3 separate regions of the Mus musculus genome follow, and regions 1 and 2 are each linked to region 3. The links are chromatin contacts, called in public Micro-C maps. All regions are on one chromosome and are shown on one strand. The core of a region is the stretch at or near the end of the contact, and the rest is flanking DNA. Distances in the headings are between cores, read along the strand shown.

Evidence for each region. Hi-C and Micro-C count contacts between places; a contact is called where the count stands out from the background.
Region 1: a contact with region 3 is called in a Micro-C map of embryonic stem cells, with 4 times the contacts expected there. The contact joins the promoter of Yipf4 here to the promoter of Ltbp1 in region 3. A contact is called at or near these places in 1 of 39 promoter capture datasets (stem cell-derived epiblast-like cells) and 1 of 484 Hi-C or Micro-C datasets (embryonic stem cells).
Region 2: a Micro-C map of embryonic stem cells shows a contact between it and region 3, with 5 times the contacts expected there. The contact joins the promoter of Spast here to the promoter of Ltbp1 in region 3. A contact is called at or near these places in 2 of 39 promoter capture datasets (embryonic stem cells and stem cell-derived epiblast-like cells), 1 of 15 datasets of contacts at CTCF or cohesin (embryonic stem cells), 4 of 484 Hi-C or Micro-C datasets (the G1E-ER4 cell line and embryonic stem cells) and 3 of 115 datasets of contacts at active chromatin or transcription factors (embryonic stem cells and stem cell-derived neural progenitor cells).

What each region holds. Positions count from the first base shown.
Region 1 is chr17:74,488,082-74,491,850 of GRCm38.p6, forward strand. Yipf4 (Yip1 domain family, member 4) reads left to right here and starts at 1,412. Exons shown (of 6, transcript NM_026417.4): 1 at 1,412-1,713. The coding sequence starts at 1,635.
Region 2 is chr17:74,336,987-74,340,474 of GRCm38.p6, forward strand. Spast (spastin) reads left to right here and starts at 2,001. Exons shown (of 17, transcript NM_001162870.1): 1 at 2,001-2,459. The coding sequence starts at 2,051.
Region 3 is chr17:75,003,452-75,007,192 of GRCm38.p6, forward strand. It overlaps Ltbp1 (latent transforming growth factor beta binding protein 1), which reads left to right and starts at 2,078. Exons shown (of 34, transcript NM_019919.4): 1 at 2,078-2,910. The coding sequence starts at 2,435.

The sequences.
Region 1 (3,769 bases), core at 162-2,661, 520 kb before region 3:
AAAAAAACCCCTCACTGGAGAGATGTATTGGAGGGTAGTTATACAAAAGGCTGCCTCTGATGCACAGTGGCAAGCTGTGAAGGCTTGGCCTATATAAATGGTATGGCACATGTACACAGGAAGACTACTCCACCTGTGGTAACAGTGGAAATAAATTGAATTTGGCCGCTGGTGATGACATGGCTGCTGTCGCTGTTAACAAAGCTGGGCTAGGGGAGTACCAGGCTAAGGAATGTGGGTGGCACTCGGTTTACCAACATACACACATATACAGAAGTTTAGAAAAATGAAAAGCAAAATTTAAGATTATAAACATAGACGAGTAACTAGGAAGTTGGTTTAGAGGTTAAGAGCTCTTGCTCTCTTGTAGAGACTTGAGTTTGGGTTCCCAGAACCCGCATTGGGTGTCTGCAGGAACCGCAGTTCTGAAGGATCTGAAGCCCTCTTGTGCCTTCTGCAGGCATCTGCACACACACATACCCTCAAGCACACACGCATAGCCTTTAAAAATAAAAACCGGGCTGGAGAGATGGCTCAGTGGTTAAGAGCACCGAATACTCTTTCAGAGGTCCTGAGTTCAATTCCCAGCAATCACATGGTGGCTCACAACCATCTGTCACGGGATCCAATGCCCTCTTCCTGTGTGTCTGAAGAGAGCAATGGTGGTGTACTCTTGTATAAAATAAATAAATTAATCTTAAAGAAATAATAAAAACGTAGGTGAATTTGCAAACTTTGGGTAGTTTATTAGGGAACAGATGAAATCAGCAGCAGGCAAAAAGCAAGGGCTTCTTTGCCCTAATTTATCCTTTCTGGACTGCTGCCTTCTTCATAAATTAATTTGGCCAGAGTACTTAAACCGTAGGTGGAAATTTACAGCTTTACAATGACCATTCTCCGGCCTCTTAATTTTGTTGATAAGGAGACTAAGCTTTGTCACGACACATAATTTCGTAAACATCCTATATAATTAATATATAGAATTATTGTGGCAGAATCTTGTGGTCGGAAATGAGGGGTTGAAGTCCTAAAACTTAAGTAGTTTGTGTGTGTGTTGTGTGTGTGTGTGTGTGTTGTTTTTTTTTTTTTCCTTTGAAAAAAAAAGGGCCTCACTTTTTTGCCAATGCTGCCTCGGCCTCTCTAGGAGTTCCGGGAATTACAAGCGTGAGCCATCAAACGACTAAGCTCTCAAATTGTGTTAAACAACAACGAAGAAGATATGTTTATAAAAACTCAAACAGGGAAAAAGGTAGACAGAATTATTTAAGTAAACAGCTGATGAGGGCGGAACAGAGATTTCAGAGGCCACTTCCGGTGTTGGAGTGGTTTCCGGAATCAACACAGAAACAGCCAATCAGAATCTTCTCGCGGGAGCCAATAGTCGAGCAGATTACAAACAGCCAATCCCGGCGGCGCTGTCACTGTTATGGTCCTGTCAGGGCCCCGGCGTCGTGGTGCTTGGGTGCTCGCCACCGGCTGGCCTCGGGTGCGACCTGGTCGGCAGCCAGAGGCTGCGCTTAGCTCGCGCGTCCCCTCCCTCGGCCGAGCCCGCGCCTCCTGGCTCGCAGGCCGCCCCTTAGCAGGTCGTCCCGGAGCCCCGGGCCCAGCCGCTCGTCAGCACCGAGGCCGGCGGGATGCAGCCTCCGGGCCCGCCCCCGGCCTATGCGCCTGCCAACGGGGACTTCACCTTTGTGTCTTCGGCGGACGCGGAAGGTGAGGCCGAGGCTGACCTCCGGGGCTCCGGGGCGGGGGGTTGGCAGAGCTGGGGGACTCCGCCCCTGTGCTCCCTGGGCCTTCCCGGAGGCCTCTGGGGACGAGGCAGGGTGCGGGGCGCCGGCGCTGCGGGCTGGGGTCCCCGGGTGTCCTGGTTCACCAGGGAACCCGCCGATCTGGTGGAAGGAGTTCTTTCTGAACTCCGCTCCGCAGTTACTCAAAAGAGTGAGGGATCTAAGGGAGAACAAAGTGGGGCTGTGTGGCTCTGCTATTAATAGGAAAACCTTCCCGACTGAGGTGACTTTTGGCAGGTTATGGAAAACTTACTTGAAAGGAGACGTGCTTTTATTTATTTATTTTTAATTGAACTTGATTTCTTGCCCAGATCCCTGGGTCCACACAGTTTGTAGTGTTTGGTCCCAGTGTTCAAAAAACTGTATTCAGGAGCATTTGAAACTTGAGGAATTCAACTTAGTGTTCCCAACAGTGTCTATAGACTTGGCTTGTACTGTTTGGAGCAAGCGACTGTGCTTGCTTAAAACAAAACAAACAACAACAAAAACAGGGAGAAAAAAAAAAAACAAAAAACGTTTCTACTGTGGGAAATTTCCCCCACCCCTCATTAGTTCAACTCCTTGTAACCTGGTTTTGGATTTTGCTTTTATTTAATCTTATTTACTTACCAGGGACCAGATTTTTGACTGCCCAATATGAAAAAACAAGTTGATTTCGATATAGACATGGAAATACCTGGTGATGAACCCCTTCGACCCCAGCACTTGAAAAGCAGAGGCAGAGAGATACCTGAATTAAAGGCCAGCTTAGACTACACAGTTATCAAGTTCTCTGCCTGCCGGGGTTACATACTGAAACCCTGTCTCAACAAAGTAGAAAAGAAATTTCAGTTTAAAGATGAACGTGAGTTTTCTCAGAAATCTGATTTCTTTCTTTCTTTTTTTTTTTTTTTGTCTTTTCGAGACAGGGTTTCTCTGTGTAGCCCTGGCTGTCCTGGAACTCACTTTGTAGACCAGGCTGGCCTCGAACTCAGAGATCCACCTGCCTCTGCCTCCCGAGTGCTGGGATCAAAGGCGTGCGCCACCATGCCCGGCTAGAAATCTGATTTCTATAAATATGATTTGTTTCTTTCTTAGTTTTTTTTTTTAACTCTTTCTTTGGTTTTTGTATTTTTTTTTTCATTTTTTAAAAATGAGACAGGGTCTCACCATGTAACTCTGTTTGGCTTAGAACTTTATGTAGACAAGGTAACCTCTGTCTCCCTACTTCAGGGATTAAAGGCATATACTACCTCATACAGCTCAGCCCCGATTTTAAATTTTAGTCTGAGACAGTCACACTAAGTTACTCAGGCTGGCCTTGAACTCAGCATGTGACCTAATATTGCCCTGAACATGCTCTCTTTCCTCAGCCTCCGGAATAACTAGATGTCCATAGTTTATGTCAGACAAATAGATAATGTCGTATCTGGTTTATGTTTGCAGGCCAGCAGAATTAACATTACCTGGCACATATCTAGATATAATCTCCCTTAATGTGGATTTATATGTTATCAGGGTCCCTGGGTAATTCATAAACACATTAATATTTTTAGAAGCTCTGGCTTAGAATTTCATAAAAGATTAAAAGAGAAGAAAAAAATAATTCCTAACTATATCAGAGACAGCCAGGCAAGGTGGATCACATCTGTAATCCTTTCTCTTGGGAGGCTGCGACAGGGGGACTAACAGCAGTTAAAGACCAGCCTGGACTAAAGTGAGACCTTGTCTCAGACAAAACAGCAACAAAATCAGGAAAATTTTATGGAGATGATATTACAAGATGTTTCCTATCAGATAATGGACTGGTGAGAACAGGATAAAAATTTCAGTGGGATGATATATGCTATAAAAAGTATGACTTAGAACTGACTGTGTAGCTTAGTTGATAATAAGCAGGAGGCTCTGAGTTTAATCTCTAGCAGTATGTAAATACAGTAGATGTGCTGATTCATCCTAGCATTTGGGAGGAGGAAGAGCAGGGAGGTCCGAACTTGAAGATC
Region 2 (3,488 bases), core at 751-3,250, 670 kb before region 3:
GTACACTGTAGCTGACTTCAGACACACCAGAAGAGGGCATCAGGTCCCATTACGGTTGGTTGTGAACCACCATGTGGTTGCTGGGATTTGAACTCAGGACCTTTGGAAGAGCACTCAGTGCTCTTACCCGCTGAGCCATCTCACCAGCCCCCTGTACATCTCATTTTTATTTAGTTGACATATGTATAAAACATATTTCTTATACTTTATTTTATTTACCTATGTATTCATATATATTTATGTACATCCTTTTTATTTCACACACACACACACACACACACACACACACACACACGACATGATTGATTTCACACAACCACTACTATATGGTTCAAAAGAGAATCAGAGCTTACTGGATAAAAGGAATTGAAAGGAATACAAATTTGAAAGACAGAAAACATTTCAGAATGTGAAAAATATAATCAGGATCGAAGCAGAAAAGAAGGCAGGCAGCAGTGGGAAACAATGGACGTAAATTTTGCAGCAATCTATGATATTTATATTGGTAGGGAATATAGTTTCAGCAGAATGCAGGGATTCTCCTATGCGCTCACAGGGGATCTGTATGCCTCACACTGGAAACAATAGAGACTTTGTGTTAGTAGTCACTCATTTAGGCAACAAGAAATAATTGTGGCAAACTGAAATGAGAGGGGGTGGTTTTGTTTGTTTGTTTTTAAAGACAGGGATGAGGGGAGGGGGATGGGCGAGGGAGGGAGAAAGAGGAAAGACTGAATAGTTTATTGGATAGGCAATATAGTCTAGGAATCCAAAAACTCTGGGAATACAGATGGCATCGACTGGCTCTTAGAGCTTTTGATTTCAACTAACTTCTATTTCCAGATGCCAGTTCGCAGGAGTCTGACTGGCCCACGGTTTGTTTTCCTCTATGTGATCCAGGATCTGTAGAACAACTGCTGATCATTAGAATATGGGAAATATTGAGTAGATAGATAGTCTACCAAAGGAAGAAATGGTGAAGACATATACACACATCCACGTGCACACACAGATAGTATGGATTCTACCAAGTATGGTAACTAGGCAAAACCCAAGAATGACTGCATTCACATAACTAATCCTGAGATAACACAAACGTGTAATAGGTTAGTTGAAAGTAGGGTTCGTGGTCCTCGTGGTAATAAAGTTTTCCCTTTAGGATGTCTTGAACTTTGTCTCTGCAACTTGTTTCCCTCTCAGCTAACATACCCAAATTGCTACACACTGCCTCTGATACGAAACTCAGATCAGCCATCCTTTGCAAAAGACCTATTGGCTCAACCAGCAGAAAACAAAGATATATAAAGCAATAGGAGTGATGATGCACACCTGTAATCCTAGTTTTGGGGAGACGGAGGCAGAAAGATCAGGAGTTGAAGGCCTCCTTCCTCAGCTACAAGAGGAGTTGGAGGTCAGCATCTCACACAAAGGCAAACAACCGCACTGCGAGACAGCAGACCTGAGCACTAGTAAAGCCACTCAAACGCTGTTAACCCCCATTTAAAAATTTATTATCAAAGCTCCCTATTCCGATTCTTCAAAAGTCGAAGAACCTGCGGAGCGACGAACCCCTGGGACCATCGCAAGCCGAACCGCGCCTACAGAACTGAGGTTCCCAGAGAAAGGGGCATAGCAGGGGCGTGGGGGGTAGGAGGATGCCGCACATGCGCACAAGCTCCCAGGTCAACAAAGACGGCGGCGTACGCGCGCGCACCAGAGCCATTCACCGAGGACGTGCGCGTGCCCGGCCGCCGCAGCGAGGTGCCAGCGGCCCAGGGGACAGAAGGAAAGGAGGGGCAGGAGCCACCGGCCGCGGCGGGAGGAGGAGGAGGAGGAGGAGGAGACGGGGTTGTGCTCCTGGGCAGCTGAGGAGCGAGGGGCGGGGCCGGCGAGCGGCGCGTGCAGGTGCCAGGCTCCCGGGCTCCGGCTGGCGCGCGAGCGGCTCCGTGGGCCCCCGCCGCCGCAGTGGCAGTGGCCGCCGCCGCCGCCGCTTGGTCGCCGTCGGTCTGCGGGAAGCGGGTTATGGCGGCGGCGGCAGTGGGAGCTGTGAATGAGTTCTCCGGCCGGACGACGGAAGAAGAAAGGCTCGGGCGGCGCGAGCCCGGCGCCCGCCAGGCCTCCGCCCCCCGCCGCGGTCCCCGCCCCTGCCGCCGGCCCGGCCCCTGCGGCCGGCTCGCCGCCTAAGCGGAACCCGTCTTCTTTCTCGTCCCCGCTGGTCGTCGGCTTCGCCCTGCTGCGCCTGCTGGCCTGCCACCTGGGGCTCCTCTTCGCGTGGCTCTGCCAGCGCTTCTCCCGCGCCCTCATGGCCGCCAAGAGGAGCTCCGGGACCGCGCCGGCGCCCGCCTCGCCCTCGCCCCCAGAGCCCGGACCGGGTGGCGAGGCCGAGAGCGTCCGCGTCTTCCACAAGCAGGCCTTCGAGTACATCTCCATTGCCCTGCGCATCGACGAGGAAGAGAAAGGTACTACTGGGGGGCTGGAGGGAGGCCGGCGGGCTGGCCGGGGCGGGCGGCCCTGGGAGGACGCCACTTGCGTCCCTTTCCTGCACCCCCGGAGTTGATCTGCCTCGGGAGTCCGAGTCCCCACAGGCCAGATCCTGCTGTGCGACGCCTAGTTAGTTGATCCTCACCCCTTTCAGGGCGCCCTGACTCGACTTTGTTTCAGCACCCCCACACTTGTGCATGACCCAAGTCCCCGTGAGACACCCAGGCGTGCTGGTGACAGTGACAGTTGGCCTAGAGTGACCGACCACACGGGATTCTTTCTAACACTGTAAACAGTGTTGCTTTCTCTGAGCTGGGCTTCCAAAAGGTTTTGGTATCGAAACAGCTGTGTATAAACTTCATTGAGAAGGGTTCTGTAGTGTTTGGAGAGGAAAAAAAAAAGGGGGGGGTTGACTTGGATTTGAAAGGAGTAGTAGCTCCTTATACTTAGAGCCGGATTTGCCATATTCTGAAGTTTCATGAATTATTTTTACCAATATAGTGAGTCTTGAAGATTTCTTTTTTATTGAGCTGTATTTCAACCGCTAGTTGCTTTAGTTTTTACTATTTTGTTATTTTTATTTTATTCCAAGGCACTCTCGAGTTTCTAAATTTTAATGTTAAAAATATTAAATGAATGAGTTGGGTAAACAGGCATATATCATTCTACCATAGAAGATAAAACAAACGCTCCTGCCTCGCAGTGAAGGCAGGAATACTGCATACTTCAGGTTTCCTTCAAGCAACATCTTTTCTTCGCCTTTCTGTGTGGCAGGCATTGTCAATTCATTTTGCATGTGTCTTTGATCCTCACAATAATTCTGAGGTCAGAGTACTATCAGTACAGGTCTTTTACAGATGAAATTACTACTTACAAGATGGAAACAGGTGACCCCAAATCTATGCTAATCGTTAATTGAAAACTTGTGTGGGAAATGCTAAGTGGGGTTTAGAAAGCCTTATGTCTCTTATTGTCACCCACAGTAGCAGACACAGGAGAAGAGTAGT
Region 3 (3,741 bases), core at 828-3,327:
GACTAGTAAAGACTTCTTGTTGATGCTGCTGCCTGGGTCATTTCCCTTGTCTATTCTCCTCTGCCCTTCCCATCCCATGGCCTCTCTTATCAAAGTGCACTCAGCCTCGCCTCCTGCTTCCTTCCACTGCTCCCTGTCCACTGCAACAACTGCTTAGAAAAATCCCTATATGACACCTAGAATCTTCATCGGGGCAGGTTTGACTTGCAGCTAGGAAACATTCTCTGTTACGAATTGTCCACAAGATGACAAAGAATTATGGGCTAAACTAGGTTCTAGGACCATGGAAATCAAGCAGTGCCTTGTGAGATTTCTGTTATTTTTCTCTAAGCATTACTTAATTCAGCTGCTTAGCTTCTTTAATGCTTTATTTAGATCTTGTTTCCTCAACCAGATAGGTTTCCTTTACACAAAGGCTTTGTGCCCCAGGATACTTTGTAGCTCTAGATAGATACAAAGATGCTGTGTATCTGCTGGTCTTTTGCACAGCGGGCATTTGGTAGGCATTTGTTCCCTTGTACTTTTGCATCTAGAACTCAAAGTTGCAGACTTGGGACAGTGTCTTGACCCTTCTTTTCATCTGGTTCACTTTAACCCAGCTCTAAGGTTGGACTGGAGTTATCCTGTTCAGGGCTGGGAGGGGCTTTTCACCCAGTTTGTGTGTGTGTGTGTGTGTGTGTGTTGAGAAAGCAGAGCTTCTGAGAGGAAAGGTGAAGTGTCCGTGGCCTGTAGCCATTAGTGATCATTTTATCTGGAGCCCTGGTCTCCTCCCCGCGACCAGAGCTATTTCTTTGATGGTAGTGACTCTCTCAGACAGTGCTCCTTCTGGAAGCCTGTGTTCAGGCTGCTGGCCTCCAGGCCCACTTCCCTCAGAGCAAACGCTCACCAGTATTTCTGTAATGTGCAGAGAAAAGTAGGTGACTAGATTAGTCCTCAGCTTGGAATGATTTTTCCCACTATCAGTATTTCTGAAATTATTCTCACTTGCTATCAGTTGTCCTAAGCGGATGCAGGGAAAACCCTCAAACAAAGAACAATCAAAATTACTAATATGTGAGAAAACCCAAGCCTGGGAAAAGACCCTTTTTAATTCACTTAAAAATATTTATTTATTTTATGTGTGTCACTGCTTTGTCTGAATATGTGTATGGGCGCCTGAATGTCAGAAGAGAGCATCAAACCTCCTGGAACTGGAATTTTGGATGGTTGGGAATCTAATCCAGGTCCCCTGAAAGAGCAGCCAGTGCACTTAACCACTGAATTATTGCTCCAGTCCCGGGCCTTTAAAAAATTGTTTTAAAAAATATACAGTTATTATCATGGACTTTTGATTGCAGTCATGTAAAAACAGCATTCATTCTGTTGACATTGTCTTAATTCAGATGTTAGCAGTAAAGACGTCATTTCCTGGTTTTCTTCAAACTCTGTTTTGCACGAGAGAGAGAGAGAGAGAGAGAGAGAGAGAGAGAGAGAGAGAGAGAGAGAGAGAAATTCCTAAATGCTCCATTCCACTCCACTGCAAGGACCACCGGCAGGGCAGCCTCTGCGATTTTCTTCATCTACACGGGCGCCCCCTGCTGCCCATCCCGCATTCTTGACCCTCCAATGTCAGGAGCAGGGTACCACAAAGTCTTCCGGAGGTTGCAGTCCTAAAGAAAACCTTCCTTCAGACTAATAGAGCTAATCACTTTCCAATGGACAGCTCACGCTACCTCGGATAGCCTTTTCTGGGACCGGACCTAGTGTTTTAATCCAACTTCTGCAGACAGTATCCGAGCAAACTCGAGTAAAAGTGCCTGCGCTTCCAAACTGTATTACTCGAATCCTTTCCGGCTGCTAGAAGGAAAGGGCCGTTCCCTCACCTTGCTGAGCCCTTTGTCTTTTCCTGGCGCTGGGGAGCGGGAATCCCTGTCCACCCGACCCATAGCCCCAATATCTGGATGCGGAGGGTGGCGGCTCATTCTCCGGCTCATCTCGAGCTTTCCCCAATTAGGATTTGCTGCCTGACGTCACGTCTGCTGCAGATTGGCTGTTCAGATCTGACACAGGGCTCCACCGGGGAGAAGAAACTTTTAAAAGACTTTGCAGCCGGGGCTGCCTCTGAGCGTCCAGCGCTCACGGTCGTCCTTGCTCACCCTCGCGGGGTTGGCGCCCGTAGCACCCCAGCCGCACCCGGCGACACCTCGTCTGAGCCAGGGGACCCTCACCTTGAGCAGCTCGCGCCCCTCCCCTCCTCTCCACCCCAACTCCCGCCCCCTGCTCGCCTCCACTCCCGGCTGGGGTCCGCTGCCGCTCAGCCGCCCGCAAAGCTCCCTCCCCTGCGGCCACCCAGTTGGTCTCCACCCCGCGGCGCACGGGCTCTCCGCAGAGTCCTTGGGGATACCGAGGGAGCGCGCCGGGGCAGGACGAGCCGCGCGGCCGGAGACTGCCCGCGATGGCGGGAGCCTGGCTCAGGTGGGGTCTCCTGCTCTGGGCAGGGCTGCTAGCGTGGTCTGCGCACGGCCGGGTGCGGAGGATCACGTACGTGGTGCGCCCGGGCCCGGGACTGCCGGCCGGAGCCTTGCCTCTGGCTGGGCCCCCGCGGACCTTCAACGTCGCACTGGACGCCAGGTACAGCCGGAGCTCAACAGCCGCCTCCAGCCGCGCCTTGGCTGGGCCCCCAGCCGAGCGGACCCGGCGCACCAGCCAGCCCGGCGGCGCGGCCCTGCCGGGGCTCCGATCTCCGCTGCCACCCGAGCCCGCGCGTCCGGGGGGGCCCAGCCGGCAGCTCCACTCTAAGGCGGGTGCTCAGACCGCGGTCACTCGCTTCGCCAAACATGGCAGGCAAGTCGTGCGCTCCCAAGTGCAGCAGGACGCTCAGAGCGCCGGGGGCTCCAGACTGCAGGTTCAGCAGAAGCAGCAGCTGCAGGGGTAAGCCCACGCTCTGCCTGCCTCGCGCGCCGGGACCCGCCGAGGCCCGGGAACCGTCTCCTCCCCGCCGGAGGCGCTGCGGGAAGGGGTGGGCACGGGGGAAGCCCGCTCACTTTTTACTGGTGTTTAACTCTCAGTGCATTGTTACCCAGCTGCGGGGGAAACACAAAAGGCATTTATTTCTTCCCCGGGGCGTAACCTCCTGTGCGCAAACCCTTCTGCTCCTAGACTATGGGCGTAAACATGAAGTCACTACAGCTTAATCCCAAGGCATCAATTAAACTTCTTGCAACTCGGTTTTTTATTTTGGTTTACCTAATGAAAAAGGGATTGTGAGTGAAAGCTGGCTCTAAAGACCCAGCTCTCCTTGAGCATCCCAGAAATTGTATACTTGGGTTTCCTGGCACCTGTGGGTCCTAAATTGGTAAGGGGCTGGGGGTGAGACTCCACGTGAACAGCAGTAGGAATTAAAGTTTGTTATTCGGTGCTGGTAAGTATCCCCACTGAACGGCTTTAACCCCATTAATCACAAGTTAGGATGGGGGCGACTTAATTTGGACATACGCCCCCCCCCCCCCCCCGCAGGGATGGATTCTCGGGGTGATCTCACTCTTTTGGCAGCACGGGGGAGGGGGAGGGGCTGGGGGATACTACTCTCTGAAGCAAAGTGGGCCCAGAGAATATGAAGAATACATTTGACTCTGTTTTAATTTGGAGTTTAAGAGACAACTGTTTGTTTGGATTTTAAGACTCCATGCTTGTTTATGCACATCCCTTAGTTCCTCCATCCTTCCCAGGTGAATGGTCCCTGACCCTTCCACTTGAGCAACT